Linked DNA regions of Mus musculus: all the other regions are linked to region 3. A link is a contact called in public HiChIP or PLAC-seq data. All regions are on one chromosome and are shown on one strand. The core of a region is the stretch at or near the end of the contact, and the rest is flanking DNA. Distances in the headings are between cores, read along the strand shown. Region 1 overlaps Ddx59 (DEAD box helicase 59). Region 2 has its middle 21 kb from the start of Ddx59. Region 3 overlaps Kif21b (kinesin family member 21B).

What was found. HiChIP or PLAC-seq counts read pairs in DNA pulled down with a chosen protein or histone mark.
Region 1: an H3K27ac HiChIP or PLAC-seq map of embryonic stem cells shows a contact between it and region 3, with 5 read pairs. The contact joins two enhancer-like sites. A contact is called at or near these places in 6 of 39 promoter capture datasets (the 3T3-L1 cell line, the HPC-7 cell line, HPC-7-derived erythroid cells and 3 more), 3 of 484 Hi-C or Micro-C datasets (embryonic fibroblasts, liver and pre-megakaryocyte-erythroid progenitors), 5 of 115 datasets of contacts at active chromatin or transcription factors (embryonic stem cells, extraembryonic endoderm stem cells and memory CD8 T cells) and 2 of 9 other capture datasets (adipose tissue and liver).
Region 2: an H3K27ac HiChIP or PLAC-seq map of embryonic stem cells shows a contact between it and region 3, with 2.6 times the contacts expected there. The contact joins two enhancer-like sites. A contact is called at or near these places in 2 of 115 datasets of contacts at active chromatin or transcription factors (both in embryonic stem cells) and 2 of 9 other capture datasets (embryonic stem cells and liver).

What each region holds. Positions count from the first base shown.
Region 1 is chr1:136,425,925-136,430,257 of GRCm38.p6, forward strand. All of the region lies in intron 4 of Ddx59 (DEAD box helicase 59), which reads left to right. Among named protein-coding and RNA genes, the nearest start is that of 9230116N13Rik, 13 kb to the left of the region's middle. Within about 2 kb of position 1,922, at least 35 of the 459 cell types and tissues checked have an H3K27ac peak or open chromatin away from gene starts, as enhancers often do. A contact at or near this core is called in embryonic stem cells, where this site is marked.
Region 2 is chr1:136,392,050-136,396,261 of GRCm38.p6, forward strand. No RefSeq gene overlaps it. Among named protein-coding and RNA genes, the nearest start is that of Ddx59, 21 kb to the right of the region's middle. Within about 2 kb of position 2,657, at least 37 of the 459 cell types and tissues checked have an H3K27ac peak or open chromatin away from gene starts, as enhancers often do. A contact at or near this core is called in embryonic stem cells, where this site is marked.
Region 3 is chr1:136,172,968-136,177,320 of GRCm38.p6, forward strand. Kif21b (kinesin family member 21B) reads left to right here. Exons shown (of 35, transcript NM_001039472.2): 34 at 1-35; 35 at 1,070-4,353. The coding sequence ends at 1,124. Among named protein-coding and RNA genes, the nearest start is that of Mroh3, 38 kb to the right of the region's middle. Within about 2 kb of position 1,309, at least 91 of the 459 cell types and tissues checked have an H3K27ac peak or open chromatin away from gene starts, as enhancers often do. A contact at or near this core is called in embryonic stem cells, where this site is marked.

The sequences.
Region 1 (4,333 bases), core at 672-3,171, 250 kb after region 3:
TTATATATGTACACACACATACACACACACACATGTATGTATATGTGTGTGTTTATTATTTTACTTACTATGTATATGTGCCCTGGGTACAGGGATGGCATTTGCCCAGTTCTCAAGCTGGTCTGCATGATGTTATGTGGTATGATGATATAGTCCATGTAATAATGATGATGATGATGATGATAATAATAATAATATAGGTCTGTGTGTGTGTATGCGTATTATTTTACTTACTGTGTGTATGTGCTCATGTACTTGCCATGAGTGTCAAGGTTAGAGGACAACTTGTGGAAGCTGGTTCTGTCCTCTGCATGTGGGTTCCAGAGATAAAACTCAGGTTTTTAAGATTGACAGCAAGCACCTTTACCACTGATCCATCTTGACTACCCTATGGTTTTTAATTTAATTTTATTATTATTATTACTGTTGTATATGCGCATGTGTGTACATGCATGAGTATGTGCACAGGATCATGCATTCCATGACACCTGTGTGGAAGTCAGAGGACAACTTTTAGAAGCTGCTTCCTTTCTTCTGTCATGGGGTCCAGGGATTGAACTCAGGTCACCAGGCTTTGGTACAAGTGCCTGTACCCTGAGCCATCCCTGCCAGGCTTATATCTTCCTCATCATCACCATTATCATCACCACCACCACCACCACCACCATCATCATCACCACCACCACCATCATCATCATCATTATCACCATTATCATCACCATCACCACCATCATCACCACCACCACCACCACCACCATCATCATCACCACCACCGGATGGACTATACCACTTAATATCACGCAGACAAGCATGAGAACTGGGCAGATACCATGCTTGCATCCAGGGCACATTTTCCTTCATGTTCCCCACCAGCAGTGACAGCCGAGGTTTGGTGGTAAAGGTGTGAGGCAGGCTCTGACCAGTGGTCACCTGGTGTGCCCTTGTCCCAGCAGACAGCAGGGGACACCTTCAGGCATGTAGAGATAGATGATGGAGCCCAGACTCTCAAAGTCAGGTTTTGAACTTTTTTAAAATTTAATTTATTAATTAATTTTTTTTTAACTTATTCACTTTTCATCCCACTCACTGCCCCATTCCCGATCACCCCCTCCCACAAACCTTCTCCCATTCCACCCTTTTCCTCTGAGTGCACGGATCCCCCTGGGTATCCCCTCACCCTGGCACTTCAAGCCTCTGCAGGGCTAGGAGCTTCCTCTCCCACTGAGGCCAGACAAGGCAGCCCAGCTAGTAGAACGTATCCCAGTACAGGGAACAGCTTTTAGGACAGCCCCCACTCCAGTCGTTCAGGACCCACATGAAGGTCAAGCTGCACAGCTGCTGCATATGTGTGGGGAGGAGGAGGCCTAGGTCCAGCCTGTGGATGTTCTTTAGTTGGTGGTTCAGACTCTGAGGCCCCCCAAGGGTCCAGGTTAGTTGACTGTCAGTCTTCTGGTGGAGTCCCTATTCCCTCCTGGGTCCGCAGTCCTTCCCCCTATTCTTCCATAGAACCCCAAGCTCCGTCCACTATTTGGCTGCGGGTGTCTGCCTCTGTCTGAGTCAGCTGCTGAGAGAACTTGGGCAAGCTCTTTAATCTTACAGAGCAGGAGTGAGGATGAGCAATGTTGGACAGTGTCTGGTAGACTAAGATGTCCAAAGGAAATGAAAAATAATGTAACGGAAACCTTTGAAAGGTGTGCTGAGTCAGCGCCCCCTGGATGGCTGTGGGTAGAAGTCAGGGTGGCCGCACTCTACCTCTTCAGGGCACTTTAACTTTTGTGCGGCAGGTAGGGAGGGGTTCTAGGGCCTGTCAGCCATCCTGGACCATTATGATGCAAAGGAAGTATCTGGTTGTGTGTGGAGTGTCTGAAGCTCCTGCCCCAGTGCCTCAGTATTAAGGGGTGTGGTTTCTTTGTAGCTCAGAGGGAAACAGCCTTATCAGTTGTTGGTGCTGCAGAAGTTAGCACAGGAATGCTGTCAATGTACCGATTAACCAACTCCAGGCGTTTTACATAGAATTGCAGAAATATTTTCATTGTGATTCAAACCTACGTAATACTGAAATTTTGAGAAGAAAGGCATACACTTGAAATAAAGGCAAAAACATTATACTGTCTACCGAGACACAGAAATACTCAAATAGGGACTGGTAAGGTGGCTCAGCAGGTGAAGGTACTTCCTGCCAAGCCCCAAGCCAGATGACCTGAGTTCAGTCTCCAGAACCTGCATGGTAGAAGGAGAGAACAAACTCCAACAAGTTGTTCTGTAACCTACAGACAACACACACACACCACAAATAAATAAATAAACAACATTTTTACTAAAAAAAAAAAAAAAAGTACTTAGATAAACAGTATAGTCCAATGATTGGCAAATATTTTCTCTAAAACAGCAGTAGTGGTGAAGAGCACTGACTACTCTCCCAGGGGACCCAGGTTCAATTCCCAGCACCTACATTGCTGCTCACAACAGTCTGTAATCCCAGTTTCAAGGGAGCTGATGACCTTTCTGGCTTTGGGGCCAGTATGATCTTTTGAAACTAACCTGTACAACTGTAGCAGTATGAAAATCACCAGAGTGGGATGGTGGCATATACCTCTACCTATGCCTTACTGAAGTGCCAAAGGCAGGAGGATCATAAAGTCAAGACCAATCTAGACTTCACAGATAGCAACACTGGGCCTCAAGAAAACCAAGAGGATAAAACAGAAACAAAAACCCAGATGTGGGGCTGAGGAGAGATCTCAGTCAGTGAAGATGCCCTAGTCAGCGCGATACCCGAGATCCTACCATACTAAGTGTGGTAGTGCACACTCAGTGTAGTCCTAGAGCTGGGGAGTGGAGACAGGCAGAAGGGCCAGCCAGTCTACCCTGCTTGGCAAGCTTCAGGCCACTGGGAGATACCACAACGAAAACCAGGGAGAATGGCACCCGAGGTGGACCGGTGGCCATCACACAGGCATACATGTCTGTATGTATACAGGTCCATCTCCAGGAACACCACACACACGCAGACACGAGTACACACGCCTATAAACCCAGCCCTCACCTAGAGAAGCAGAGGCAGAAGGACCTCAGGTTCAGGAGCAGCATGAGTTAGAAAGCGACTCTGATTCAAAACATCAAGGACTGGGGGAAGGAGATGTGAGTGACTCTATAGATTAAGAGGATCTGCTGCTCTCGTAGAGGACCCAGGTTTGATTCCCAGTACCCACAAAGGAGCTCTTAGCTGTCTATGACTGAGTCTCAGGGGATCTGACACCTTCTAGTTCCTGTGCGTACCAGGCACAAGTAGGTACTCATTCATGCATGCCGACAAGCACAGTACACATAGGCTAAAAATAAATCTTTTTTAAAAAAGGATTGTGAGTATAATGGATTGTAAAGTACTTGCCTAGCATTTGCAAGATGTTGGGTTCTATCTATTACACCATTTAAAAAATATATTAGAAGAGGAGAACGGTGGCTGGATGTGACTGGTTTCCACACAACAGGTAAAGGTTGGAAAGTGTCTGATAGCCATAGCTTGTCAACTAGAAGGGAAAACTACTGTAACATAAACTACTGTATTATGCATATGATATGCTAATTGTCCAGGACAGTTAAGATCAGGTATAGAATTAAGAGAGTGAGTGTTTTTCACACTATTAAAAAATAGTAATGGGATTTGAACTGCTCCTTAGAAGATGAGAAAAAAATTTAAAAGCCGGAGGACAGGTGAAATATTCCAGTGAGATGAACAGTCAGAAAGCCCAAGTGACTTGTCGAGGAGGAGGAAGGAGCTGGAGGAATTCTTCCTGAGCAGCAGCAGGAAGTGGAGTTGGGTAGCCAGGGTGGGGTCAAATTATAGAGGCCCTGACGGGAGGCAGGAGCTTGTGGATCTGATGTGGGAGACAGTGAGGCCTTCTAAATTACTCGTTGGGCATAGCATGGTAAAAGTGGTGTTTTAGGGAGGCGATCTCCCTGCTCTCGGTACATGAGATTTAAAGAGGAAGGACCCAGAGACCAGGCATCCAGCGAACCAGCCAAGGAGTGAGGGGGTCAAGGGCAGGGTGGAGGCCCCGGGACTGAAGGGTTAAATCTGAGAGTCCCTGTAAAGTAATCATTTATGAGGCTTCTGATGACATATGGCATATGGGGAAAGAAGGCAGCTGGAGAGGTGACTCCAGAAATTATAGCTGTGCCTTTAATTTTAGAAAGGGTAACCGAGTAAATGTGGGTCCTGGTAATATTGTCTGAGCTTGGCCTTGCTGTGAACAGCAGACGACGGGGAATGCTTTTCTCCTGCACAGGGAGTGCACTGGAGTCTGTGATGTCTACTGGAGTCTGTGACATC
Region 2 (4,212 bases), core at 1,407-3,906, 220 kb after region 3:
CACACACACACACACACATATAGTGTATGTGTGTACGTGTGTGTGCATATGTCACAGCACACATGTGGAGGTCAGAGGACAAGTTGCAGGAGTCAGGTTTCTCCTTCCATGTAGGTTCTGTGGTTCAAACGCAGGTCATCAGACTTGGCAGCAAGCACCTTTGCCTGCTGAGCCAGCTCGCTGGCCCAAACTGTTTTATTGTAAGACTATTTACATAGCATGATAAAATAGAAATGAGATATGAACACTTGCATTGTAATAACACCGAGTAGCCTTACCACGCTACAAAAAACTCACGATATCATACATGTACAATGACTAGAATTACATTTCTATACAAACAAAGCACCGTGGCCTCCAAGATGGACAGGGGAAGAAAAGGAGGAGAATGAGCTGAATTGAAAGTAATCACTAACCTTATGTGACGATGAACGAAAGGAAATATAAATCCACTCAGACTTAAGAAACAGCACAACCTGGCAATCAACCCGGCGTTGAGCTGCGAGGTCACTCCAGCGCTTGGGAGGCCGTGGCAGCAGGATGAGCATTTGAGGACAGCCTGGGATGCACAGCAAGACGTGCATATTTTTTTAAATGAAAAAGAAAGAAATATAACCAAATGTGGGAAAAGGGGAACCAAGTAAAGTGTGGCTGCAGGCTGTGTTCAAAGGCAGGGAAGGACATCTCGGGCCTCAGAGCCTGAGAAGGACACCGTCAGACAGGTGATGTCACTGGCCACTGCCGTTTCCACTGAGCACTGAGGGGCTTCAGGGCAAAGGCCGAAAGGAAACACATTTGATCATTTCTCATGGAATTGGTTTTCACTAAAATTCACTCCTACAGGGAAATTGAATTCTTTTTTTTTTTTTTTTCTGCCAGTCTTCAAAGAGAGAGAAAGTCCTTGTTTCTAGGACATTCTGGTGCCACCACCCCTGAGGGAACAGGTGCCAAAGAACTCCACTTCTTACACAATGTTGAGCTGTGGGGATTGTGGGACACAAGAGCTGCTGTGCCGTTGTGGGGGTGGGGGGAAGAGCTCTTCCAAACAGAAAACACCAACTACAGATCATTTTTATTACTTTGATATTTTGATACTGTTGGGAAAGGGGAACATTTTTTAAAGTCCTGAAAGTTGGAAAGTGGGGCAGGAAAATACTGTGTCTGCAAGGCTAGCCTGGGCTACATAGTGAAACTCTGGTCAATCTGACCTACAGAGGGAGAAGCTGTCTCAAGCCAAGCAAGCAAGCAAACAAGGTTGCTCCTCAGTGTGTTCTTTTGGAGCTATTTCTTTCTTGCTGTTGTTTTATTTTTGAAGGTATTTCTAAAGGGTCCTGGAGGGAGTTTGATTCAGTCTGTGTTGTAATGGAGATTATGTTACTCTGAATTATTTAATTCCACTAAGTGGTAAGAAAAAACGCTGTTGTGCTCTTGAAGAACTGCAGGATGAGAGCCTAGGCTCTGTGTGGAAGGAGAGTTTATGTCTAGGAAAGAAGCGTATAAAAAGCAGAACACAGTGATGTCTGTTTGTTTAGGCTTGTTTGTCAACCTGCTTCATCTTGATTGAATTCTTTATTTAAAAAAATTTTAGTGGTTTGTTTACTTTTATTTTATGTGTATTAGTGTTTGCCTGCATGTATGTCTGTGTATCATGTGCTAAAGTGATGCCCCCAGACACTAGAAAGAGCATTGGATCCCTTGGAACTGGAGTTACAGATGGTTGTAAGCCATCATATAGATGCTGGGATCTGAACCCAGATCCACTGCAAGAGCTGTATAAAAAAAGCTAGCTAAAGATGAGCCAGGGACAAGCCAGCCAGCAATGTTCCTCTGCGCGTGTGTAATATATATATATATATTACACACGCGCACACACACACACACATATATATATATATATTACATATATATGTATAGAGAACAGGCTCTACAGTGTTGACCTCTGATCTCTATGCAATGTTGCAGTACATATGTGCACACATATATATGCATGTATAATACATATATGTATATGAACACTACTACTATCACTACTACTACATCAAATTTGCAAAGCATTCTTTATATTTACACATGTGGGCTCAAACGACCACTTTCTGATCAGAGTCCAGGCCTTCTCCACAGGAGGGAATCCATATTAGGTACCATAAAATATGGTCAGAAGTCCATGGCTGGAGAGGTCGTAGACCCCAGTGGGGAAGCTACCACTGTTGCTTTGCTAAATGGATGGAATGTGTGCACTGAGACGGGAGGTGGACATAGGAGAACCCCCAGAAGCTTATAGGCTAACGAGACTGAGGTATTAAACATGGCAGAAATAGCGAGAGAGATTCTACCTCAAAACAAGGTGGAGAAAGAAAACTGATTATGACATCCACATTTGCTGTGGCATGTACACACACACACACACACACACACAATTACCTATAATAACAAATAAATGAAACATTTACACAAAATCGATTCATGATCTGTCTTGAGATATTGCTACTCTAAACTCTCAGTCATGTTAAAACATGTGGAAAAAAAACAACAACAACAAAATAAACCAAAACAAAAGTTCCCAGTTTTGCCTACATCCGGAGCCTAGAGCCTACCCGCCTGGCTCTTTCTGTGCACTGTGCGTGATGGATGGGCGGAGTCAAGCCCTGCTGAGCTAAACGGGAAGCTGCCAAGTTCTCACTCAGCTTTTCCGCTGATGCTTTTAGCAGATGCTGATGGTCTTTGCTCGCATGCATTATGTCATTAGAGCAAACAGCACTGTGGTACTCTAAATCCATCATGACTGGTGTACTTTTTAGCTAGGACAAAATGGAAAGAGTCATCCACCAATGGTTATCCTGGGGTACAGCGTGTGCGAGAGAGATAGTCGGATCTTGGTTTTTACTTGTTACAAGTTAGTTTTCTAGCATCTTTCTGAGTTAACCATGGACATTTTTTTTCTGCTCTCTTCCTCTTCCTTCCTCTTCTCCTCCTTCTCTTTTCCAGTCGTTGTTGAATCTACCTACATATAAGATCAAGCAACATTATAATGAATGACATTCCTTCTCCATACAAGAAGCCTGTCTTGCTGTTGTTGGGATAATCTCTTGTGCACTGTGTAAAGGTTGTCTTTGTATGAAGCATCACCGGTCTCAGTAGTTTGTAAACATCTTCTCCATCACCTGATTGGTTTAATAAAGAGTTGAATGGCCTATAGCAAGGAAGGAGAAGATAGGCGGGACTTCCAGGCAGAGTTAGGAACTCTGGGAAATAAACCGAGGCAGGAGATGCTCTACTCAGACAGGAAGGTGGGAGATTCCCCAACCAGAGCAGAGGAAAAAACAGGTGCTGGGACATAAGAAAAGGGACAGGGGAAAAAAAAAAAAAAGGACAGAGCTAGACGACCACGTTTACTTACATGAGCTAGTTGAGAGTCTGCTAAGCTAAGAGCAAGCTTTCATAATTAATAAAAGGTCTCTGTGTCATTATTCAGTAGCTGACAGGCCAGAGGCTATTTGGCTATATGCTATATCAACCACCATGGTAATTTTTACAGTAATAGAAAGATAAGCTAAGCATAGAATGTTTTTAGTAGCAACATAAAAGGTATAAACTTAGGGAAATTTATAGACAGAAAATTTGACATTCTATTAAAGAAAGCAAATGAAGTGACGTCATTAAACCAAATTGAGAGTAAATTTTGACTTGGGAAAATATAACATACTTGTGATTTGTAAAAATCTAACCAAAATCCAAAACCATCTTAATGTGTCCCCCCTTCCCCAACACACACACACACACACACACACACACACACACACACACCTTTGGACACTGCTTTAGGAATAATCTGAATAGAACACCTATCTAGAAGCTTCTAGAGAAATAGGCTAACCAGACTTGCGATATCAGCTTATGTATGACCCAGTTCATAAAAGTACTTAACACTGGGCATAGGAACAAGATTGCTTAGGAGAGAGAGTAATGAAGGCCAGGAACTCCTCCTGCTTATGTTCCTGTCTCAAGAGAATCTGAAAATGGTGTAGAAAAATGGCTTAAGATCTACCACTTGCCTTGACTTAAAAACAAATATCCATCGTTGTGTTGGTAGATGGCTAGATGCTTAAATCCTTGTAAGTGATTTAAGCGGTTTAATGTGCCAGTTGTTGCCAAAGTGCTGGTGACCCGAAAGCAAAGAAATAAATAGAAATTCAAATCCGCCCTCAGAGACTT
Region 3 (4,353 bases), core at 59-2,558:
TGCACCAACAGCAAGCACATCTTCACGGCCTCCAGGTAGGTGCTAGGCAGAGAGAGCCGCTTTGCTCCCCTCCTAGAGTGACCAAGTTGACAACTGGCTCAGGGCTCCGCAGCTGTCCCCACACACAGATCCCATCAAGCACTCCTCTTTATATTTAGTGCTCAACTTCACTGAGCACTAGGCACCCAATGTCCTGGGTGCTGCAAAGGCAGGGGATCAGGGAGCCACTGGGCCCCAGGCCAGGACTTGCCCCCCCGCAGCGATCCAAATGGCTCTCACCCCCCAAGGGCTACAGACTGCCCTGCACCACTCCCACACCTCTGCCCCTCCAGCTGTAGCTCTGGCTCCTGTGCAGGCAGTGCCAGGCCCTCTATCCCAGGGACACTACTCAGCCGGGTTTCTTCTTTTCTCTCCTTGTTCCCACCATGTCCCTTCTCTCCCCTCCCATCTCTTCCTACCTCTCTTCTCTGCCTCTACCTCCCACCCCCACCCCCCCTCAAATAGTGACTGCCGGGTAAAGCTGTGGAATTACGTCCCTGGACTCACCCCCTGCCTTCCTCGACGAGTCCTGGCCATAAAGGGCCGCGCCACCACCCTGCCCTGACCTTCCCCCTCCCCCTCTCACTCTTCCCATCTTGCCTTTTCCTGTCTTTCCCCCACCTCGATCTGAGCTGCTTCTTCACGGTATGAGCCTGTTTTACTCTTAACCTTCTTACTTCACGCCCTGCCTGGCCCTACAGATCACCCTCCCCGACCCTCTTGCTAGCATGAGCAGTGGGCCAGAACCCTAAGGTGGCAGAGAACAGGGGGAGGCATTCAGGCCTGGACACAACACAACAGGAAAGTCTGGGACACCAGTCTTGCAGGGTCTTGCAGAGCATGGCCTGGGCCCTCCCCTTACCCAGTACCCCTCCCCGTGAGGTCTTCACTGGTCCTAAGCAGCATCTGCCTTAGCCCAGCCATATGTGAGGGAGGTGGGAAATTTGCCCAACCTTTGCTTTGGGGTGGGGGTGGGGCAACCAGCAGGGTCCACACCCACAGCTGAGCAGCCTCCCTCTGTCCTCCCCAGTGACCTGACAGTGAAGTTCTGGAGCATACGGCGGCTACCAGCAGCCCACCCTTGAAGTTAGGACTAAAGGTGGCTAGACCGTCAGATCAGACCCAGCAGCCTACCCAGCACGGAAAGGAAGCTGTGGCCCGACCTTACCGGAACAGCCAAGTTCACCGGAGTACAGAGGGTGTGGCTCTTCTCTCGCTCTGCTTCCTCCACCACCCCTTCTGTCCCTCCCCTGCCTCCTAAGAAAGACGAGGTGGAGGAGGGACACAAGCTGTGAAGCCAAAGGGCACGATTCCCCAAGCTGCTGCTCCACCTGTTCCCAAGCCTTCCTCTCAACTGGCCACATTGTCTCCTGCTGAGCCAGCCCTGCCCCTCCCCCAGGCCCTCAGCCTCGGTTGAGACCGAGGGAGAAGCAGGGAGAAGCCCCCATCTATCTTCCAGTGAGCTAGCCTCCTCTGTGTCTCCTAGCCCCACCTCCGGAGCCGCTTCACCTGCCTCTGAGCCCACCAAGGTAGTTCTCAGGTAACCATGGAAACCAGATGTAAGCAGCTGAGTCCTGCCGCTCACCCACAGCCAATCCCAGTGGGGCCCCGGCCCAGTCTTTCCTTGAGGTTCTCTTCTGCTGGGGCCTCAGTGGAGCTGTTTAAACAGTTCCTTTGGGGGGAAGGTCAGCGGCACTGCAGTCATTTAATATATTGATTTTTATTTTTGTGTTCTGCTGTTTGCCTCCTGGAAACTGACTTGAAGTTTCTTCCCATTCTTCCCTCCCCTCCTGGCACGGAGGTGGGGTGGGGTGGGGTGGGGGTGGGGGCCTTCCCTCTGCTTGCTCTGCAGATGAGGGGATAGCCTTCTCTATCCTTTGCAGCTCTGACAATTGCCCCGGACCTGCCCATGCCGGCATACCTTCTAGGATAGACCAGGTCTCTAGGCCGCCTAATGCCGCAGTGCCTTTCTCCATCCTGAGGCCTGATATCATGCCGGGCAGCCTTATACTAGCCATGCCCGCAGCCCACTTGTGTCTTCTACTCCTGGGCCTGGTGCCCACAGCCCCTGAAGGTCAGAGCATTCACCCCAACGGCCCAGTACCAGGGAGCTTGGTGGACTGCCCACTAGGTAGGCTTTGAGTAGTAAGGGTACCAGGTCCTTTGCCTAACCCCCCAGCCAGTTATGTTTCCACCCCCAAGGGGCTAGGGAACATCTTCAGCTTCTTTTCCTTTAGTTGTTCCAGAAACAGCCTTAAAACCAGCCTGGGACAAAGGCCCTCCCTTTTCAATTAGCGTGAGGAGGCAGTGACTCCTTGCTTCTCCCCTTGGTGCTGTGGACTCAGCTGCTGGGATGAGGTGAAGTCAGTGTCTAGCGCCCCCTACTGGAACAACTCTGAATTTATAGAACTGGGCCATGAGAGGGGCCAGCTCCGTTCCTCCCCCGGCTTCCCCTGCCCTTAAACTGGTCCACACTTACTCTATTGCTTCACTGGTCTTATGCATCCTGGTCTCATTCCGGGATCCATGAGCCTCAGCCCCATTCAGAGGCCGTGGTGACTTGTGGAGAGCTAGCATAGCGCCACTGTACTTAGCTCTTCTCCCTCTAGGGCGAGTACGTTGGTGCCTGTCCATGAGGCCCTAGGATGGGAGAGTTAGGAACTGATAAGGTCAGACCCTCTCTGAACCTTCCCAGAGCTGTGTCTGAAGCTGAAACTAAGAAGATTGTCCCGCTTATTGGTGGCTCCAGCCAGACACGGTGTTAAGTCTGGGTAAGTGGATATTTAGAACGGAGCACCGGAAAAGCAGATCACCTGGAACCTGGACCGTCTGTCTGCAAAGACCAGAAATCCTCCTTCCCCTGCTCATCCTGGGAGTGTTAAGGAACATCCTTAGCACTCAGAAGTGACCACATCTTCTCCTTCACCCATCTCCACCTAAATGGAAAGCCCGGACCTTACACCCTGTAAGAAAACCCAGAACCCGTCTGCATGGCTGTTTACAAACTACAGAAACACGTGAGACTTTGTCCCGACCCCTCAGGCTGGGCCGCCCCAGCCCGGGGTGCCTGTACTGTATGTATAGCTGCAAGGCCAGTTCTTGCACAAAGTGTGTGTGGTCTTACAGCCCCCGCGAGAGGTGCTCACCGGCATTACCCCTTCTGCCATTTCTGATGGGTCACTACCTCATGGCGGGGCTGCTATGCTGTCCCAGCGAGTGTCATTGACTAAACTTGAAATCGGAGCTCTGAGCTCATCGTCCTGAGCCATTCTGAGCTGTGTTCTGGGAACGTTGGAGTCCCTGCTCACCCACCCTTTCGGGGATGTCCAAGGTACATAGTCAGGGGCAGGACCCCAGCTCCACTCATTGCACAAGCATCCTTCTTGTCGGAAGCACAAACTGGTTGTAATTTGAGCACAATAGCAGGTCTCTGGGTAGACAGTATGAGCAAACTTGGCACCAGGAGATCTTTCCCAGATGGGCTTCGTCTTAGGTTAGACCAGGGCTGCCCGTGTCTGTGAGGTTAGACCAAGGCTGCCCATGTCTTTGGCTGACGCACTATGTACACTGGGAACTATTAATTTACTCCTTGTGCCCCTCCTAGGACTTGAGGCCCAGGCCACATCTGTATCCTGTGGGGGTCCTCTCTAGACCTGCACACCCCAAGCCTTTAACAACCAGAGTATAGCTGGTACCTGACCCTACTGAGCCTGAAGAGCCTGGACCCAGACTCCCATCTCTTGAGCTAACCCCGACATCCTTGCTTCCGATATTGATTAGCTTCCATGGAAAGTGTCTACTGTCCCCACTCTCTTAGGTCTTTTCTGTGCACAGTCCTGGGCCAGGACCCATCCCAGTATTAACCAGTTCAGTGTTTGGTCTTGTTGGTGAGACTTGGTCCGACAGCAGCCAACTCAATGCACATGCTGCCTGGAGCAGCCTTTAGAGACTGCAGAGGAAAGAGAGAGAACTCGAAGAATGAGAGGCTGACCCAGCGCAGCCCTTGATGTGGTCAGAGTGCCACCACAGCTACTTGAAAAGGGACAGCTATGGACCTGGGAGTAGCCTCCCACCGTTGCTCCAGCTGCAGGCCTGGAATGGTCTTAGGCTGTGTGGCTTGGGCAAAGGGCAGCTTAAAGCACAAACAAGGAGAAGATGCTGTCTTGCTGAAGGATTCTTCTGCTAGCCATTGTGGTGGTGGCGCCAGCAGGAAGCTGCTGAGAAGGCAGGACATTACATCTCTGCCCTGCCCTCTCCCAGTTCCTGGAGGCCTCCCTTGGAGTCTGGGCTGGGTGCAGCAGGCACACCCCCTTG